2 separate regions of the Zea mays genome follow, and region 2 is linked to region 1. The links are chromatin contacts, called in public Hi-C maps. All regions are on one chromosome and are shown on one strand. Each heading gives the region's core, a stretch centred on a gene start, on an enhancer-like site or on the middle of the called end of the contact. The rest is flanking DNA. Distances are from core to core; before and after follow the strand shown.

Region 1 (5,230 bases), core at 1,485-3,984:
CCTTTGAAGAATACGATATATATAAAGAGGCAATTGAGTTTATTACTAAGCATATCATACTTGGATTCAACATCCCTCAAACATTAACTACAAATCAAGGAACATCATTTGTATCCAGAGAGGTATATAATTTTCTCAAATCATATAAGAACAAATTACCCAATTCATCACCATACTATGGTCAAGATAATGGCCAAGCTAAGTATAGTAATAAGACTTTGATCGAGCTTATCAAAAACAAGATTGATGAAAAACAGATCAGGTGGCATGGTTTACAAAGTGGTCATCAAGTTGAAAATGTCCTTATGAAGTGGTCAAAGTAATATTTGAAAAGTGATGTATGATGGAGATGTGAAGATAGTTTCTTAAGAGCAATCAATGGAATATATTTGAAGAAATATTTTCCAAGTGTATGGTAAGAGGCTCAGAGTGCTTTCCAAATAATGGTTGATACTTGTATCATACTGAGATGCTAGATATCCAATAAGTTGTATATCATCGTAATTTAGTGTTTTGTTATTGTCCATCTAAAAAAAGAGGAGCATATGTTGACACTCAAAAGTGTCCCGACATAGAAGTTGACCAAACCGTCTATGCAACCTGTCTAGACCAGGGTCCAGCTAGGATGACCACAAAACCTGGTCAGGCTATCACTAGAGGAAGGCTAGGATGACTTTTTATACCAAGCGGCTACAGTGGTCGACTTCCTCATGAAACCTGATTTAGCCAAATTTTGCTGGTTTTCTGAACCAATTTGTTTTTAAGTCATTTTTAGAGTTGGAAACTTGCCAAACACATTTTGGAGCTATTTTCTACTAGGATAAGCCACATCTATATATGAGAGAGAAATGACTGATTGAGATACCCAATATACAATGAAAAAACAATCTATTACGTATCTTTAAACTTTAATGATATTCTTTATCGTTTGATCCGATGGTCATAGACGATGCTCTAGGTTTGTTAGACGACCTAAAGCAACCCAATGATGTCCTTGGCCTGATAGGATTTCTTTGAGACGAAAGCTTCGACAATTACTTTGCTAGTTATTCGGAAACCAGTCGTTCTTTGTTGCGTAAGCACATTTGATTATCCTTTGGTACTTTACGTATAAGTATATTCGTTTTTCACTATGTAAGTATGATACCTTCACTATGATTTTTAGTATGTGCCAAGTGGCAACCCAAACGATATAGCTCTATCTTATATATGATCTAACGGGATGTCAAGAAAAATCTATTGTAGCTTTGTACTTTTGGTTGCATCTAACATGCATGGATGTCCTATTTATCTCCAGTATCGTAAAGCACGAGCGCACGATACTACTATAGTAGACCTGTTCAAACATCGAATCGGATTAAGATCAAGTCTTGACTTATTTGGCACAGTCTATGTCTAATGTCATGTTGGATTGTCTCATGCCTCTTTGTTAGACGAGTCGAGTCAAGTTGGATCAAGGTTTTTTTGGCTTTGAGTTGAGTTTTTTCAGGTTGAGTCAACTTTTGGGTCAAAAATGGTTCATAATCGTTACGTGAATTATTATGGGTCAAAAACTATGTCCTATATATCGAATTAGTGATTAGATTAACTTTTTTGCAGAGATCGAATCGGGATGGTTAGTTCGGACGGTCGATGTTTAGATAGTGCTCACTACTCAGCAACATTGTTTTATAATATAAATTGTACTATCTATACTTACTCTATTAAGAATCTAATGTGGGCACATATGCTACCACGGCTTCACCCTGCAAAAAATAGTGCAAAGCAAGCAATTGAACCCACACCCCTACTATAGAAATTTGGGACTAACCATCAGACCACACATACCTTAGGGCTCGTTTGGTAGAGCTCCGCTTCATGATTCTCTAGCTCTAAGAACTGATTTTTTAATAGAGTGATTCTGAGTGATTCTCCACGGAAGTGAATCTATTTGACGAAAATTGTTTGACAAATATGATGTGAAGTGATTCCTAAGGGGTTAGAGTGTGGAGCAGGTTGGGAGTGGTGGAAAGCAGGTGTTTTTGGCTCCCACTTTCTAGTATAAAGTAGAGACTAGATTCACTTCACTCCCACCATGAAGTAGTTTAGATTTTTATCGTTTGGCTCAGTAGGAGATTCTCACTGGCAGCGGAACTGTGGGAGCTCTGTCGCTCTTAGAGCATCTCCAAGAGACTCTTCATTTTTTGTTCTCTATTTGACTATCTATTTAAGTTTTTATAAAGATTACACTCTATATATAACATCTTAGTCCAACAGACTATCTATCTAGTTTGGGTAGTCAGGTGGCTAGCCAAATTTAACTAGTGAGAGAGTCAATTTAGAGAGTCAGATAGCTAGTCTGTTGGAGATTTATTTGCTATTGAGTAGCCAAAATTTGGTTTGGCAAGTTATTTAGCTAGTCTCTTGGAGGTGCTTTTACTGTTTAAAAATAAGTAATTATTATATTAAAATAAATATTTTAATATGTATTTATATGATATAACAACCGTAATAAAGCATGCACGCAACTGACTAGTTTATTTATTATAGAGTAAAGTTTAAAATATAGATAGGAATATACGGTGGAACAATAGGAGCCTCCTGGTGCTCGAGTTCTGATCCGAGAGCCATACGCCATCCAGATTCAACGAACGCCGTCGGCCTCCGCTCCGTGCCACGTCCCGTGCACCAGCCATCCCCGTGAGGCCCTCACCTGCAGTGACACGGTCCACCTTGGACCAGGCGCCCCGAGCTGTTCCTCTGCGACAGCAACCTTGCGTGCATAAAGCCAGCCACCAGCCAGGCAGCCGCCATCTCCAGCGGCTTCTTCCAAAGCTCCAACTCCGACGAGAACCGCCACTCCTCGAAATCTCGAAGGATTTTCTGCGGCGAACCCGTACGTTTCCTATCGCTGTTCTCGCTTGTTCGCTGGGGAATCAAACCAAATCACTGTTGGTGTTTCTATCTTGGATATAAGTTCTCATCCCCTTCCCCCCATCCGCCCCTTGGATTTGCAGCTTCGTGACGTGACCCAATGGGAGAGGCCTCGCCGTCGATCGCCAAGGACGTCACCGAGGTGGGTGCCGCCACCCATTTCGTCCCGATTTCCGCCGCCTTCTTTCGTGGGGCAGATTCGGTTATTTTTCGGGTATGGTCCTGTAGAAGCTAAATCTTTTGTGATGCCTAGTTGATCGGGAACACGCCGCTGGTGTACCTCAACAAGGTGACCGATGGGTGCGTCGGCCGCGTCGCCGCCAAGCTCGAGTCCATGGAGCCCTGCTCCAGCGTCAAGGATAGGTAGTGCTTCTGGCTCTGAAGGAGCTCTCCCACTCCCCACCCCTGCTACTGTAGCACGAGGGGTGACGGTCTTTCTTCTTTCTCTGACCGAATGCTCTTTTTTTTCAACTTCAGGGATGTTTTGCTTCTGTAAAAAATCATATTTCTCCTTATTATTTTGAGTGTATATTAACTTCAGGTCGATGTCTCGCTAGAGTATTGCACTAATGATTTTAACCTTTTCCCCTTATCATTTGACTGAAAGTTATGTTCTTCCTTTTACCTTACTTCAGTATCTCGACCTTAAATATTGTATCTGCGTGATGTATTTGTGCAGGATTGGCTACAGCATGATCACGGACGCAGAGGAGAAAGGGCTGATTACTCCAGGCGTGGTGGGTAACTGAACCTTTAGGAGCATATTCTTTGTCGTTCCTGTCCTAGGGAAATAGATTGGGCTCTCGATTTGCCCAATGCCCACTGCCTTATATTATATTCAACTGGAACGCTAATTTTGTATAGCCTAATCCAGAAGCATGAGCTGGCTGCCATTTTCATCCTCAAGCATCACGCTTGCATGAGAAAGTTATCTAATGTGGTTGTCTGGGTCTCCATATCAGGCGGTTGTTTCGGGATTATTAGTTTATTCTGCATTGCTTTGTACCTAGTAGTGTCTTCATGGAGCAGATGCTTCATTTAAAAGTGTTTGCTCTGATCTGTTCAACTGTTAGATAGAGTACAACGGACATCACTAACATAGTGCTTTGAACCTTTGTTTAATGGAGTATATATATTTTAATTTTTAAGTACAAGAAGCAAGCTTGCTTTATATATTTTCTTAGAGGAAGGCAAATCGATTTCTTCCTTCTCCATTTCGGTTGCAATTATAACCTACAGTTGTTGGATAGCTCTTCCCCCATCCTACAGCAGCATACAGCTCCTAGTTCTCGATGAAGAATCCAATTGTTATTATTATCCTGCATCGGAAATGACCTAGCGGCCATTGTGCCTAACCTGGTATTGTTAACTCCCATCTTAGAAAAAAAACATTTTGAATTGTTCTGGCACAAAACAGAAGCCTTTTTGTTTGGCTTGATAGGTGGTGGTAGAATGACCTGCTAGAGTGTCTTATCTAGTTTTGACCATCTATGAGATTAAAAATTATTGTTTTTCTATACATGGTGTAACCAAGTCTCTATAGCAGTTTCAGCAAGGGAGTTAAGTAATAAATTTCAGAATGTTCATATTAGAGAGTAGTACTAATATTTCGTTTTCCATTTCAATTTTGCCAGAGTGTTCTGATTGAACCAACTAGCGGCAACACAGGCATTGGACTGGCCTTTATGGCTGCTGCCAAGGGCTACAAACTTACACTCACAATGCCTGCCTCCATGAGCATGGAGAGGAGGATCATATTGAAGGCTTTTGGTGCTGAACTTGTCCTTACTGACCCACTCTTGGGAATGAAAGGAGCTGTCAAGAAAGCGGAAGAGATACAAGCAAAGACACCCAACTCGTACATTCTTCAACAATTTGAAAATCCAGCTAACCCAAAGGTGCAACATAACATATCATTTGTTTTCAGTCAACTTTCTGTTGGCCATGTTGACGTTTCTTTCTGAATTCTCATGCTGAAATATGTTATGCAGATTCACTATGAGACTACTGGGCCTGAAATCTGGAAAGCTACAGCAGGAAAAATTGATGGCCTTGTATCTGGTATCGGGACAGGAGGTACCATCACCGGTACTGGGCGATACCTCAGAGAGCAAAATCCTAATGTCAAGGTAAGTATGTGTGGCAGTTTTAGCTGACACCTTGATAATTGTTTTTTTTTTTCACGGTACCAAACGAGTTAGATGTTATTTATTTATTTATCTTTATGCAGCTCTATGGTGTGGAGCCAGTGGAGAGTGCTGTTTTGAATGGTGGAAAACCTGGTAATTTTTTGCATCTTGAATATGTTCCAATGTAC
Region 2 (5,230 bases), core at 1,041-3,540, 94 kb before region 1:
TTGCTTGGGAGAGGCCGTGGCTGGCTGCCGTGGTCGCACGGGAGGAGGAGAGTCCACTACGGCTAGCACCGACGCTGAGGATGTCGAGCGTGGCGAGGGCGACCTTCTTGACCATGTCCCGCTCCTCGTGTAGTGCCTGGCCTTTCTTCGCCATAGCCTCCCTTGCGTGCTTTAGCTCCACGTCGATCTCACCATCACACCCAACATTCGCGCTACCACCGTGGCCAAAAGAGGCACAACACGACACAACGGTGTCAAGGCCAAACTGGGAGACCGGGAAGGGCAGGACGAGAGAGGGAGAGCGTTACCAGTGCAGGCGGGTGGAGATGGAGGTGGGGTCGAAGTCTGTGGCCGCCATGGGGTGATGGTTGGAGTCTCCTCTGCCAAGATTCACGTCTCGTCCGTGCCGAGTCGCCATTGCACGACTGCTGCATGCACTGAATGAGTGAGGGGATGCGGGGAAGAAGGTGATTCGTGGCGTGGAGGGCTCTGAGCTCGTGGTGGGGAGGGGGCGACCGTGATATCGCCGGGGGCGGATGGTGCGGGGGCGGGCGGGGGCATGGAATCGCCTAGCGCCCACGCTAGAGTCTTAATCGCGGGGAGCAGGCCGGGGAGGAGGCGGGGCCAGCATCTGGGAGTCGGAGCGGGCATCGCGGGGAGCAGGCCGGGGAGGAGGCAGGGCCGACATCTGGATCTAGGAGGTGAACGGAGAGCATGAGATCTGGGAGGTGAAGGGGATCGCGGGGGCGGCTGCGGGCGTGGGAGGCAGAACGTGCACCACCGGTCGGTATGGACGCCTACACTATGTGCTTAAGAGTAGTAGAGACTAGTAGAATTTTATAAAACTAGGCAATTAAGCTACTTACTTAGCAAGAGTAAAAATATATGAAACAAATATATTGCAAGAATAGTTTGGAGTGTAAATCACATGACAAGAGATGTCATAAGAATTATCCTCGAGGTTCCGTTGGTTGCCTCGTTATCACGAGCGTGTACTGTTGTAGTAGTTTGGAACTAGCATGATGCACTGGTAGTTCCTGGGCCGTTTATACTTTGGTGGGCCAATGGTCAATACGGTCGGTTATTGGGCTATGGGTTAACCATAATTAATACATGTGGGCTATTAACGACAATCGTATATAGAAACAACCATAAATCAAGAAATATTGCCAATTGGGGTAGTGGCCTAGAGATCTCAAAAAAATGTCCAGTGGGGCGGGGCATTGCTATGGAAACGAGTTGCTCTTTCTTCCCATCATACAAAGACAAGTCTCGTTTAAAGTCTTGTTCAGTTATGTGCATTACACATAGGGATGAAAACGGTCGGTAAACGCTAAAACCATTACCGTTTTCATATTTTTTATCGGAAACAAAATCGAAAACGGTAACTCCGGAAACGGAAACGATATCGGTATTTCGAAAACATCGGAAACGAAAGTTTGGTGCGGAAAATACACCGGTAACGGTCGGAATCCAAAATACAATCGGTAAATATATCAAACTTCATAATACAACAAAGTTGAAAAAGGATCACAAAGACCACATGAATTAGATAAAATTAAAAAAATTGATTTATTTGGAATTTAAATTACCCATTCCACATAGATTGAGACTAAACCAGCCCTAATAAGGTGGAAACATGACACACGATGTGGCTTTCGATCCGAACGGCTTAAATCACGTACGATCACAACCACACGTCTGCTTCTTTGGGTACCAACCATATATGCACTAGCCAATTATTAACCTCTCCCTAAAAAAAATGCTAATCACTGCATGCATGCATGCATGCATGTCATGTCGATCATAGTTCATAGAACAAGAAGATAGCTTATTCTCCACAAATAAAATATTGCACACACAATGCATGTTAATTGTACTATAGTACTCTAGCTGGCATTTGGCAGCCCGCGAATGACACACAGCCTGTCCTGCAGAGCATCTTGTTTGGGGTTAACGAAACGCGGCGCCACGCCAGCTGCTCAATCGTTGAGGAAGCTACGTAGTACGAATTAATTAATTAATTAGAGTTGTCATAAAAGGCGTCTGCTCTACCTCTCTGTCTCACTCCGAATATATATACACAGAGTTCAACTATAAATTTGCATAGAAGAATGTCAGTATCGATTATATATATCACAATATAAATTATAAGAATATATTCCTTTCATAACGTACCGATTGATAGGTAGAGTACGTTTTTTCTTTCAGGAAACACATCGTCCCTACGCTGGTTGGCTGGCACCACTTGGGCTTGGTGGGTCCCACGCGCGTTGCACGAGGCCGGGTTCTATTGTTTATCCCGCAGAGCAGGATCAGTGGATCACACGCTGCTTGTGCGGTGGCGCAAGCATTGTCTGTTGTTTGTCCACGATTAAGATGCGCGTGCATAAGCCAATTAGCACGAAAGCTGCAGATTTGGCCTTCTCTATAAACCTTAAAATATGAATCTAAGTGGGTTAAGTAGTCCCTTTTATATTTGAAAAAAAATTCTTGCCTAATGTGTGATTTACCATTGAGACACATTCTTTAATCAATGAATAAATAAAATATTGTGCATTCATGCTGGTATTCTTTGATTTTTTGCATTTACATTTTAGTGATTGATCTCAGAATTCAATTTGGAAATTGAATACTTCAATTCAAACAAAAAACAAAGAATAAAAGATGATAGAAAAAGAAAAGAGAAAGACAATATTTGCGCTGAAACCTTGTATTCTGGCCCAAACCGCACGCTGTCGACCCAGTTGCATAACAGCACCGACAGGTGGACCCACTATCTCAGCCACTCTCCCCCTTCCGCGTACTGGCTCTATCTAGCTCGCTGACTTACGGGCCCCCGCGAGAGTTCCTTCACGCACGCGTGTCGCTACCCCGCGGGTCCCGCTCTCCAGTGTCTCACACCTGATTTCCCTCGTGGTCACTGAGTTGTGGGACCTCCTCGCCAGGCTACGTCTCCAAATCGCCATGTCCGCAACAACCTCGCATGCGCGCCGGTGAGCTTGGGCCGAGCTGGCGTAACTGTTGGTCGTGTCTACGAGAACATTGTGAACCAAGAACCCTTTGATAACATATGATATGACCATGGCGTCATTGTGAGGATAATACTTAAGCTGAAGGTCTTCTTGAGAAAATGTGATTGGTACATGAGACCATTTGGACTTGATGAAAGGTTCTTGCACTCCGACATGTTGTACCCTTCTCTATGCTTTCTTCTTCTGCTTCTTATTTGCTGGTTCGGAGCTTGAACCGCCTGTGATTGGGAACACTAGCTTCGTAGTCGAAGGTGACACAGCTTGATCACCTTGCGAAGCCATTATCGTAGTCATGGAAGTGAGTTCACTGGAGGTGAGCGCCAATGTTGGTCACTTGTTCTCAACTGCTTCGAATCAAGAACAAGGCAACACAATTGTTAAATATTAAGGACTTTCGTCCTTCAAACCATTATCTCCTTTCGAATATAATGATCTTCATACGAAGGTCATGAAGAACTCGTCTTCATCGTTCACTAGGTGAGTGCCCGTGCGTTACGACGGGAGTAAAAAAAATTGTATGAAACATATATTATGCCAAAGGAAGATCTTGGTAGGATCATTGTGGTCAACATATTTTAACATATATCAAGTGTTTTGCCAATTCAGTTAACATATATCAACTCACGCATGATACATCTTATCATACACATATTGTAGAGGGTCCACATAGGTGCCATGCTAGCAGCAGACTGGGCTTCAATCTGGTTGTAGCGCTTGCATAGATGCAATCAAGTTAAGGAACAGAGGATCAAAAGTATCATAGCCACCTTCCTTGAACAAGATCTTGAGCCTCGTACTTACAAAAACCATAGCCACCTTCTGGATCACTACCCCATGATCTGGAATCAGCACGACGACAAGGAAGTGGAGGGTGCGGGGAAGCGAATATAAACTGCTCATGTTGGCAAAGCTGCAGATTTGGCATCCTTATTGCATGAACCAATCCAAAATAAAATGATATATCTTATTTCAAACAAATCCACAATAAAAGAAGAGCACAAACTTTACAGTTAGATTAGTGCACGTTTTAAGTGCATTCGATCATAGGATTTTTAGAAGCATCAACATAGTGCATGTGCAACTAAAGAAAAGCACTACTGTTATAATCTATTATGCCATATCATAACTGAATTCTGAGGCATTGCAGTTGGACACACAGATGAAAAAATATGTGAGGTGTATGTAACCAGTTACAAAGCAACAATGCTTTTTCAAGGATTCATTGAAGTTATACAAAATTTGAAGGTTTGGCACCTCAGCGAAGGCGATTCTGTGAGAAGGGGAAGAACTGCTCGTGGAGCTCCTACCCTACTCATGCTCAAGACCTGAGTGAAACCGTGTAAAAGTTAAAAATGTTAATCTATGATGATTTACCATTAGGCAGGAGGAAGCAAATTCTAAATTATCATCTTATGTCCAAGTGAATAGAAACAAAGAGGGTGTCTCTATCCAAATGAATAGAAATAAATGACATATCAAGAAAAACCCAGAGACCTGGAGCACATTTACACAAAAAGTTGGTACTAACCTACAGAATATACTGAACACTACATGATAAACAAAAATAACGATCTCTTTGATTAAAGCCATCTAGTTCCATGCAATGAAATAAAATTGGAATCGATCTTGTGTGATATATAGCAATAGCCAAAGATAGTGTTTAAGTGGCACAGACTGCATCAGCACACTGTTAGAAACAAATTCCTCCTATGCATACAATTACATCAAGGAGGGACCTCATAGTATATTACTGTTTGTGGTCCATATGGCAAAATGAGATGAACGAAAAGGAAACAGAATCATCAGACAACAAGCTTACATAGCTAGGATTGTAGCAGGGAAGCAATACCAAGCAGAACACAAGCCCAAAAGAGAAGATACAATTAGAAACAATATTATTTCACTTAGCTACTCCTAGAACTTGAGGTCAGATCAGAATGGCACAAATCAGTAGCAAAAAATGCAGTATCAAAATACAGAAATGAATGCATTTTAAACATTGAAAATAGCACAGCAGAAGCAGCTAACATCACAGTCAAAAAATCAAGTAATACCAGTCCAAATACAGGAAGAGAAATCTTACACAGAGGAATGTCGTGAAACCTCACACAGCTAAATTTGAACCAGCTAACATCACAGTCCAAATACATGAAGAGAAATCTTACATCTACCACCATCTTGTCAATTTCACAGAT

Evidence for each region. Hi-C and Micro-C count contacts between places; a contact is called where the count stands out from the background.
Region 2: a contact with region 1 is called in a Hi-C map of leaf, with 5 times the contacts expected there. The contact joins the enhancer-like site here to the promoter of LOC542438 in region 1. A contact is called at or near these places in 4 of 25 Hi-C or Micro-C datasets (ear, endosperm, leaf and 1 more).

The regions. Positions count from the first base shown.
Region 1 is chr1:181,121,444-181,126,673 of Zm-B73-REFERENCE-NAM-5.0, reverse strand. LOC542438 (cysteine synthase 2) reads left to right here and starts at 2,734. Exons shown (of 11, transcript NM_001111999.2): 1 at 2,734-2,875; 2 at 2,997-3,055; 3 at 3,167-3,276; 4 at 3,593-3,650; 5 at 4,548-4,811; 6 at 4,905-5,042; 7 at 5,144-5,195. The coding sequence starts at 3,014.
Region 2 is chr1:181,215,356-181,220,585 of Zm-B73-REFERENCE-NAM-5.0, reverse strand. No RefSeq gene overlaps it. Among protein-coding and RNA genes, the nearest start is that of LOC542438, 94 kb to the right of the region's middle. Within about 2 kb of position 2,290, at least 14 of the 20 cell types and tissues checked have an H3K27ac peak or open chromatin away from gene starts, as enhancers often do. A contact at or near this core is called in ear, leaf and tassel, where this site is marked.